2 separate regions of the Sus scrofa genome follow, and region 2 is linked to region 1. Evidence: chromatin contacts called from public Hi-C data. All regions are on one chromosome and are shown on one strand. The core of a region is the stretch at or near the end of the contact, and the rest is flanking DNA. Distances in the headings are between cores, read along the strand shown.

Region 1 (4,657 bases), core at 889-3,388:
CACTTAATAGGAACAATAATTTGATGTATTGTCATTGCAGTACCTTTCAAGCAAATAGTTATGAATAGCCTTTGCAAGATTGCTGTGAGGTGATAGAATTATATTGCTTGACAATGGGTTTTCCTCCCTTGGAGATGTTATGGTTGGTTTGGTAGTTAAAACACTGTAAGAGATTTTATTTTCTCCTAGTAGCCATTTGGCCCAAATCATTAACCATATTTCAGTTGTTGTTATGACGTCCCCCCCGGTACCTGAAGGGCAGCATTAGCTGATCAGACAGAAATAATTTGGTAAATTGCTATGTATCTTAGCAAGGCTCTTTTTATCCTCTTCCGGGTATAGCAAAGAGAACGTTTATATGTGTTGAAACATAAGCTAGAATCTGAATTTGCATTAATTATGCCTCAAAAATTATAGAAATTTAAGCAAGAGGCCGGATATGTAGTTTTGATGTTGATGTTCAGAAAGGCAGCCATGTGGGTCCAACCTCCACACCGCAGGACAGACTGGACAACCTACGAGGGGTCAAGCGGGCTTCACCGTTCTCCCCTTACATCTGTTTTACATGGTGGGTTTACGGGGGTGGGGGTGGATACTGAACAAAAATTTCCCAGGCTAACGCAAAGCTTGAAAATCAGGGCAGTCTTCCAAGAGTCCAGTGCACAGAAAATCAGTGGAAGAAAATGAGGCCTTTTCTTCTGTCCTTCTTCCAAGGCCCTTTGGGAGGGTGTCTGCCCACTTGCTGGCATTAGCTTGGGGCAGAGAAGGGTGTTCAGTCAGCACCAGAAAGGCCTGGCTGCTACCTCCCTGCATTCCTATGCAGTGTCTTATCAGCTTGCTCAGTCCACTTGTACAGCTGCTGGCCTGGTCCCAGCCCCAAATTGCAGTCTCAGCAGTGGATACCTAGTGGTGAGTTGCTAGAAACATCTTTACACATGATTCATTCTAGCTCAGGACTGGCAGATTAGCACGGCCCTGCTTTGGAGTCAAGAGTCTCCTGGCTGGGATATGGGGTGAGGGGTGGAGATAGATTTCCATCCTAACTGACTCTTTGCTTTCTTATTCTTTGTCAAACTGATGTCAATGCATAGAATGAAAACAGGCTTTCACAGTGTGGTCCATTTACAGTCTATAGATTGTTATAAGAATGTCTCAGTTTTTGCCTGCTACAGTTTGTGTGGTTTGTATGATTTTGCCTTTGAGATACAACGACTTGAACTTGAATGAGTTATCAACTCACTGTGCTCTCCTGTGCCTCCTGTGTCTTTGCGGGCAGTACCCGCCACTTTGTGTGGTGTTTTCCTGTGCCTCGTGGGCCAGCTCAGTTGTTAACTTCCCCCGGGAAGCTCCCTGAGCTTCTGTCTCCCCCAGCACTCTAAGGTGTAAGGTGTTTCACTTTGTCCCTGTTCTTAAACACCTGCCAGTTGTTTGTTTCCTTCTTCTAAGCCATGAACTATATGCTTGTAATCTTGTTGTCATTTTTGGTTTTTTTGTTTCTTTTTTGTTTTAATGAGGCATGAAAAAATTTCAGTAAAGTAAAATTTATGTTAACCCCCAGGGACTGTTCCAATGTTAAGTCCCTATGGCACTTCCTTCCTCTGTTTTATGGTGTATTTATTATTCCTAAAGTCACCCGGAACCCTCACACCACTAGGTTGACAGCCTGTGACTGTTCAGATGTGTCAGTGCCTCTGCCATGCTGTTCTGAATATCTCCCCAGATTGTTCCCTCTGTCAGATTGTAAACTTTTGCAAAGCAAGTGTCACTTTTTAATTTGTCATAATTTCCACCTGACATGGGTAGTACTTTATGTTGGATAGTAGCTAACAGAAAAACTTGCATTCAGTTGAACTATCATGTATTTATATAATGCGTGAATAATGAATGGATATGCTTAAAACTTACCATGCAAACAGGTATGATTTTTAACTTCTGGATTATAAAGACAAGAATGAGGTATTTTTCTTTGTTCTCGGGCTCTTGATTTCTCCAGCTCTTCATACCAGCATGTTTTCCCTGCTGGTATTTATCTGCTCTCACTCCAGCTCTGACACCAGCAGGCAGGCTCCTGGGCAGGTGCTCCTGGCTGGTGTTGCTCTTGCCCTGTACCAGCCAGTGTGACTCAGTGCTTAGGCTCCCATTCCCTTGGCCTGGAAGGAGGGTTTTCATTCTTCCCATTTCTTCATTGGCCACACCACTGCTTCCCACCCCGTGCCCTTCCTCACATTGTCCCCTGTCTTTGTTTCCCTTGGTTTCTGTTGCCACGCATTGAGACCAATGTTCATACCACTGCAGTTCGCACTTTCATTGTCCCCCCCCCACCCCCCCCCGTCTCTGTTCTTCCCAATCTAGTACTAGACTCATTTCCCCCAGAATACCGGAGAAGTTGCTGGTTTTTCTCAGTGTTCTGCTCAAGAATCTTCCATGGGTACGACTTAACTCCTGTTTTAGATGAAAACTGGTGCCTGATTTTTTAAGGAGTGTGACTGCTACCACCTGTCTCCCCTCACTCACCCCACTCCTTGTTCCAGGCAGTGCCTTATTCGATTGGGCACATCTGCATCTGCTTCCCCTGCACTTGTGCTTTCATCCTTCCGGTGCATGTCAGCACTCCATGCTGCTCATGGTCCTCTTCTTTAGGGTGCAGCTTAAAACCTCAGTATTATGTGGAGTTCTCGTCATGGCTCAGCAGAAACAAATCTGACTAGAATCCTTGAGGACACAGATTCAATCCCTGGTCTCACTCAGTGGATTAAGGAACTGGCGTTGCTGTGAGCTGGGATGTAGGTCACAGACACAGTTTGCATCTGGCATTGCTGTGGCTGTGGTGTGGGCTGGTGGCTACAGCTCCAATTTGACCCCTAGCCTGGGATCTTCCATACGCTACGGGTGCAGCCCTAAAAAGACAAAATAAAATAAAATAAAACCTCAGTATTATGTGAAATCCAAGCTATTCTTACTTTCTACACTCTTGCTGGACTTACAGTTACTGTCACAGATTAGAATTTACCCCATGACACTTCTAAGAAAGAAATGTTTTATTTATTTATTTTCTTTTTAGGGCCACACCTGTGGCATATGCAAGTTCCCAGGCTGGGGTCAAATCAGAGCTACAGCTGCCAGCTTACACCACAGCCACAGCAACACCAGATCCAAGCTGTGCCTTTCAGCCCGCATCACAGCTCACAGCAACCCTGGATCCTTAAGCCACTGAGCATGGCCAGGGATCAAACCCGCATCCTCATGGATGCTAGTTGTGTTCATTACCACTGAACCACAATGGGAACTCCTGTTTAATTTTGTTTTCACTGAGTGGAAGCCCTTGAGACTGGACACCTTGTCCGATGCTACTTTTGTCTTCTCTATTTCATTTGGTAAATACTTGGTGTTTTGAAGTGAACTGCTTCTTGCTAGAGCCTCTCCTTGTGGCTAGCTGAATAGACGTAGATCAGGCGGTTGGGTGAGGTTAGGGGTCACATGGGTTGAAAATTTTTGAAGTTTTCCCTAAGGAAAAAAAAACATTCAGGATTTAGTGAGTTTCTGACATGAAAGTGAATGAATTAAAATGGTCTTCTTTGAAGGATAATTTGAGAAAATTCCAAGCAGTTGAGACCAGATGGCTGTTATGGAAGCGTGTTTGGCAAGCAGATTTAGTTTCTCTCTGTGTGTATCTGTATACACTGAGTGTTTATACACACATGATCATGCTTATGCACAATCTCTGTGTAGAAAAAAAATCCTGATTTTCCAGTTTTCTTCCTACTTTGATGTGCATTTTGGAAACACTACTCTTTTCCCCCCTTTTATTAGGATAGAGTAAAAACTCCTTGTCAGTATTTTGATGATAACCATTTATTTATTTATTTATTTTTCTTTTTAGGGCCGCACCCACAGCAAATGGAGGTTCCCAGGCTAGGGGTCAAATTGGAGCTACAGCTGCCAGCTTATGCCACAGCCATAGCAATGCCAGATCCAAGCCTCATCTGCAACCTACACCACAGCTCACGGCAATGCCAGATTCCTAACCCATTGAGCAAGGCCAGGGATCAAACCCACCAACTCATGGTTCCTAGTTGGATTTGTTTCTGCTGCACCACTAAGGAAACTCTGATTTTTTTTTTTTTTTTTTTTGATTCTAGTGTTATCCCCTATTCTTTAGTGCCAAAAAAGTTAATTGAAATTTTATTTCAAATTCCTTAATTTTCACTTGGAAAATTTCTATAGCAAAAAGAGCTTTAAGCCCTCCATCCTTTTAATCCTCAGAGTAAAGTCGTGTGTTTTTTTCATCCATGTGTTAACATTTCCTTGGATTTGGTCCTAGTTTAAAACCGAAGAGCAATCAGAATGCTACTATCATCAGAAACCATCTTTTTCTGCTCTTTGTGATGGATAAAAAATAAGAGGCTATTTGAAGCAGTCTGCTGGTGAGGAGAGATGGTTGTTCTTTCAGCGTGGGTGCACTATGTGAACGCTTGCTTGCTGGGCTGGGTTAGACAGACTTGGGCATAGTAGGAAAGGTACTCGGCAGTTAGGAAAGTTTAATGCTAACAGACATCCAGCTGGGGTGTCACTTCCTTTCCAAAGCCTCTCCTGATCTGCCCAGGTGCTCTGGCTTCTGCGTTCCCATTGCACTTGCTTTATACTGCTGTTGCCACGT
Region 2 (4,657 bases), core at 885-3,384, about 14 Mb before region 1:
CATAGGCCGGCAGCTGCAGCTCCAATTCGACCCCAAGCCTGGGAACCTCCATATGCCGCCAGTGAGGCCCTAAAAAGACCAAAAAAAAAAAGAAAAATAGGATCCAAACACAGGACTGTCTGGCTCAAACGCCTTTAAGGTTCTTGCAGCCGGATCCTGCAGGCAGGAGGCCACCTTGGACTCTGCGGCCTCAAGGAGACACCCTCCCCCACTCCCAGCCTGGGGACAGGCCCTCAACACACCCTTGCTTGGGGAGATGACTCATTTCGTAATCACAAAAACAAACCCAGGGTTCCCTGTTCTTCTGGGCCCCGCGGCAGTGCTCTTTAGTGGGTGGGGAAGGCCAGTGAGCGGGCGTGGCTGTGAGAGGCTCGAGGCCAGGGTCCCAGGTTGGCCGCTCGGTCCTGGCGCCTCCCGACAATCCCTGAGTAATCGCCCCCCGGCAAAGCGCTGCTTTCCTCCCCAACAGCTGGTGGAGAAAAACAGACACAGGGAGGTTTCTTCTGCAGTATTTTCTTGTCCCTGGAGCAGAGCTGGCTGTGAAAAGCTTCCCGACTCAACAGGGCCTGGCCGTTCCTCCCCAGGCCCCAGGACCCGGCCCCAGGCCCCAGGGAGAGTCTGGCCTGGATGCTGCTCCTCCCAGCCTCCCACTGCCCGGGGCCCACTCCAGCCACCCTCCCGCAGCCACAAGCCAACCTTCTCGAAGCGCTGCCTGGCCCAGGCTGCTCACACCCCGCTTTTTTTCCTCCTGCCCTGAGAAGAAGTTCCTTGCATGGTCTGTAAGGCCCTCCATGCAGAGCTGCCGGAGAAAACACTGGCCCAGCGCAGTTTAACTAGAATTTCCGATGAACAATGAATAATTTTTAGTATCCGTATGTCCCCTACAATACTTGGGATTTACTTATATTTTTTAAAATGTATTTGGCATTTGTCAGAAAGTCACAGGTCACCATGCTTCTTGTATTTTAATGGCTAAAGCTCAACCCCACGGCGCACCTCTCTAAGTAGCCCTCCCAGCCCCCACAGCACTTCCCTCCACCTCACCCCCACATCTGTTCTGGAATGTACCAGGCCCCACCCACCACAGGGCCTGTGCACAGGCTGGTTCAGCCTCCTCCTGTCTGGCCTCGTCCTTGTTAAATTCCACTCATCCTCAGACCTCCGGTACTTCCCAGGGCAGCGCAGCAGGCAGCTTCCAGTCTTACGTGCACACACGACTCCCAGCTGCACGACTCCCAGCGCATCCGTTCCCCGCACCTCTGTGGTGGACACGTGGGGATCCGATGATTGGACTCGTGTCCAGCTCTCCGACCAGACCACAGGCAGAATCATGTCTGCCTTGTTGGCCGCTGTGACTCCAGCACCCAGCACAGTAACGGACACATGGGACACTTGGTGACACAGTGCATGACACACAGAGGAACCAGGGCAGCAGAGTTCTGATCTGGCCAATGCTGCCTCCTGCGCAGTTGCCATGGCTTTGTGCACCGCAGCGTCCCTTGTTTGCCTGGCCATGGCTCAGGGGCAGCACCTACTCAGCAGAGCTTGTTTGGGGAGACAAGGGGTGGAAATTCTGAATTACAGCACATTCTGAATTGCTGCAATTCATCTTTTTTTTTTTTTTCAGGTTTCATTTTCCTGGCCGGAAAGAACGATGCCTTTCCCAGAGGTAATTTGGAGGAACGGACAGCAGGGCGTGAAAAACTGGCCAGCGCCAGCTTTAGTGTTTCTTCTTCCACGAGCCACGGAGAGATGCTCGTGAAAGTAAACATGAGACCAACCCTGGGTCCAGCACCTGAGAAACCTGCTCGCATTCTCCCTTATCCAGGGGCCCATGGCGCGGGCTTACAAATGAGGAGATGCGGAGCTGGGAAGAAAGAGGACCCGCTGGAACCCCGTGCTGGACACAGTCTCTCTTCCACGAACCACGGAGGAGATGAAAGGACACCCACTCACAGGTCCTCTAAGTTCAACGAGAGGACTTCTGCTCCTGGCAATGACCAGATGATTCTTTCATGACCACAATGACAAAACCTGACCACAGCGCAAAGAATGGCCAGCTGGAAGTGCTGGACAGGAAACAGAGTGCTTTGGAAGGAGGAGGTGGGGGGGGGGGGCTTGGGACAAAACAAGCCTTTGCAGCCTTTGCACTGAAGCTGAGGACAGGTGGCACAGAGCAGCCACCAGGCAACAGGACGCCAGGAGAACTCGGTGTCCCTGGCTGAAGGAACCAAAACCCAGAGGCTGGTAAACCTTGACGAGTGAAGGGAGACTATTTCCCTGGATGGGAAAGATTCGGAGAGGAAGCCCCCTAATTCTGTCCACCCCCATCTCTGAGGGACCCCTGACCACACCTGAAGCAGACCCAAAGAAGCCCAGGTAAGATAAAGGTGTGACTAGGACCAGAGCTGCTGCCTGAGGTACAGAATTTGAAGTTCAAGTTCAACCAACGTCACTGCCCGCCAAAACCCAAGAAACAGCCCTCATCCAAGCAAAATAACAAATCCCAGAATCTTCCCGGTTAGCATTCATTATACCCCAGTGTATTCACATGCTCTGATGGAACCCATTGCCACACTCAGCCGCTTAAACGCAGTTATGCTCTCACTGTTCTCTAAGTCAGAGGTTTAAACTGGGTAAGTGGGGCCCAAATTGTCTGACACCAGAGCCTTCATTCTTGGCCTCCCCACTAACTGCCCTTTTAGACAAGGGAGAACTAACAGTATCTGGTGCCAGAAAATCTGCATGACACAAAATGCTGGAAGAAATTCTTCATCCTGGAGGTGACTTTTTTTTCTCCCAGATCCACACCTGTGACATATGGAAGCTCCCAGGCTAGGGATCGAATCAGAGCAACAGCTGCCAACCTACACCACAGCCACAGCAACACCAGATCCAAGCCACACTGGATCCTTAACCCACTGAGCAAGGCCAGGGATGGAACCTGCGTCCTCGTGGATGCCAGTCAGATTCATTTCTGCTGCGCCACAGCGGGAACCCCTTTATCCTGGAGGTGAATGATGCCAAATGGAAACAGATCCTCAGGAAACAGGAAACCTTAAATATATAGATATCTGCAAAGGGCTGTTGTCTTATTTCCTCTTCATCTCTTTAAAAATCATAGAGCCATTTACAGAAGAAATTATAATATTGCCTTGTGGGGTTTATAATGTATACATATGGAATACATAACGACTATAAGCATAAAAGCTGTAGAAATATGAACTTATACGATTGTAAGGTTTCTACCTTTTACATGAAGTCATACAATATTAAGTGTAAACAGAGTATGAAAAATTAAGGATGTATAGTCTACACCCTATAACAATCACTAAAAGGTCACAGACCCTGCTCAGATCCCATGTTGCTGTGGCTGTGGCGTAGGCCGGCAGCTACAGCTCCGATTAGACTCCCAGCCTGGGAACCTCCACATGCCGTGGGAGCGGCCCTAGAAGAGGCAAAAAGACCAAAAAAAAAAAAAAAAAAAAAAAGAAGTGGTGCAGAGAAGTATATCTTTGAAAACCACAAGGATGATGAAAATGGAGTTCTAAACAAAAATTCAGATAATCTAAAACAAGAGTCCAAAAGGAGACACGAAGGACAAAGACAAAAACAAAAACAGAAAAAAGAAAAAAAAAAAAAAAGAGAGAAGACAAGTTGGAGAGAAAAATAATAAAATGGTGGACCCAAATCTAACCATACCTGCACTTACACTAAATGTTAATGTAATGAACACTCCAGTTAAAAGGCAGAGACCATCAGAATGGACTGGATTTTAAAAGATGAAACGGCATGCTCTCATCCAGAGACAGAGTAAACCATCAGCGAAAAGTAAACGGATAGAAAAGTAAATGAATAACGTGAAAACTTAAGAATGGGACCAAGTAAGCATAAGAAATACGGAAGAATAAGGCTGTGACTACATTAATATCAGGTAAAATAGGCTTTGAAATGAAAAGCATCATCCGCAGTAAAGATGGATGTTTTGCAATAACTGTTGTCATTTCTTGTGCTCCTACTCTTGCCAGGCCTATTGCACAGAGCTTTTCATCACCACAGCAGGAGCTGGAGCCAGACACCCTTATTTTGTAGTTGAGAAAACTTGTTCTCAAAAAAATCTAAGCAGAGTTCCCGTCATGGTGCAGTGGAAACGAACCCAACTATTAACAATGAGGTTGAGGGTTCGATCCCTGGCCTTTCTCAGTGGGTTAAGGATCCAGGATTGCTGTCAGCTGTGGTGTAGGTCGCAGATGCAGCTCGGATCTGGCATTGCTGCAGCTGTGGCGTAGGCCGGTGGCGACAGCTCCGATTCGACCCCTAGCCTGGGAATTTCCATATGCCACGGGTGCAGCCCTAAAAAGACAAAAAAAAAAAAAGACACACACACAAAATTTTAAGCAACTTTCCTGAGATGCCCAAACTGTTTTACCCCAGAGCCTCAATCCTTCCCCTCCCTACCATCGGCCCCTTCAAGCAAGTAAATGCATGGCCTGGGCCTGCCGCAGGGCCTTTCCTTCCTCAAAATAAATCTGCTTCCTCCCAACCTCTCCCATCTCAGAAGTGGCACTAACGTCCCCCCAGGTGGCTGGCTCAGACCTTGCAGTCATCCAAACTCAACTCTCCTACATGGCACCCAAGAGCCATCAGCAGTCCTCCT

What was found. A called contact is a pair of places that touch in the nucleus more often than the background predicts.
Region 2: a Hi-C map of omental adipose tissue shows a contact between it and region 1, with 19 times the contacts expected there. The contact joins two enhancer-like sites. A contact is called at or near these places in 7 of 47 Hi-C or Micro-C datasets (alveolar macrophages, differentiating spermatogonia, liver and 4 more).

The regions. Positions count from the first base shown.
Region 1 is chr17:44,157,947-44,162,603 of Sscrofa11.1, reverse strand. The region is part of intron 5 of CHD6 (chromodomain-helicase-DNA-binding protein 6); the gene reads left to right. Among named protein-coding and RNA genes, the nearest start is that of CHD6, 110 kb to the left of the region's middle. Within about 2 kb of position 2,138, at least 9 of the 83 cell types and tissues checked have an H3K27ac peak or open chromatin away from gene starts, as enhancers often do. A contact at or near this core is called in omental adipose tissue, where this site is marked.
Region 2 is chr17:58,097,633-58,102,289 of Sscrofa11.1, reverse strand. No RefSeq gene overlaps it. Among named protein-coding and RNA genes, the nearest start is that of PMEPA1, 46 kb to the right of the region's middle. Within about 2 kb of position 2,134, at least 19 of the 83 cell types and tissues checked have an H3K27ac peak or open chromatin away from gene starts, as enhancers often do. A contact at or near this core is called in omental adipose tissue, where this site is marked.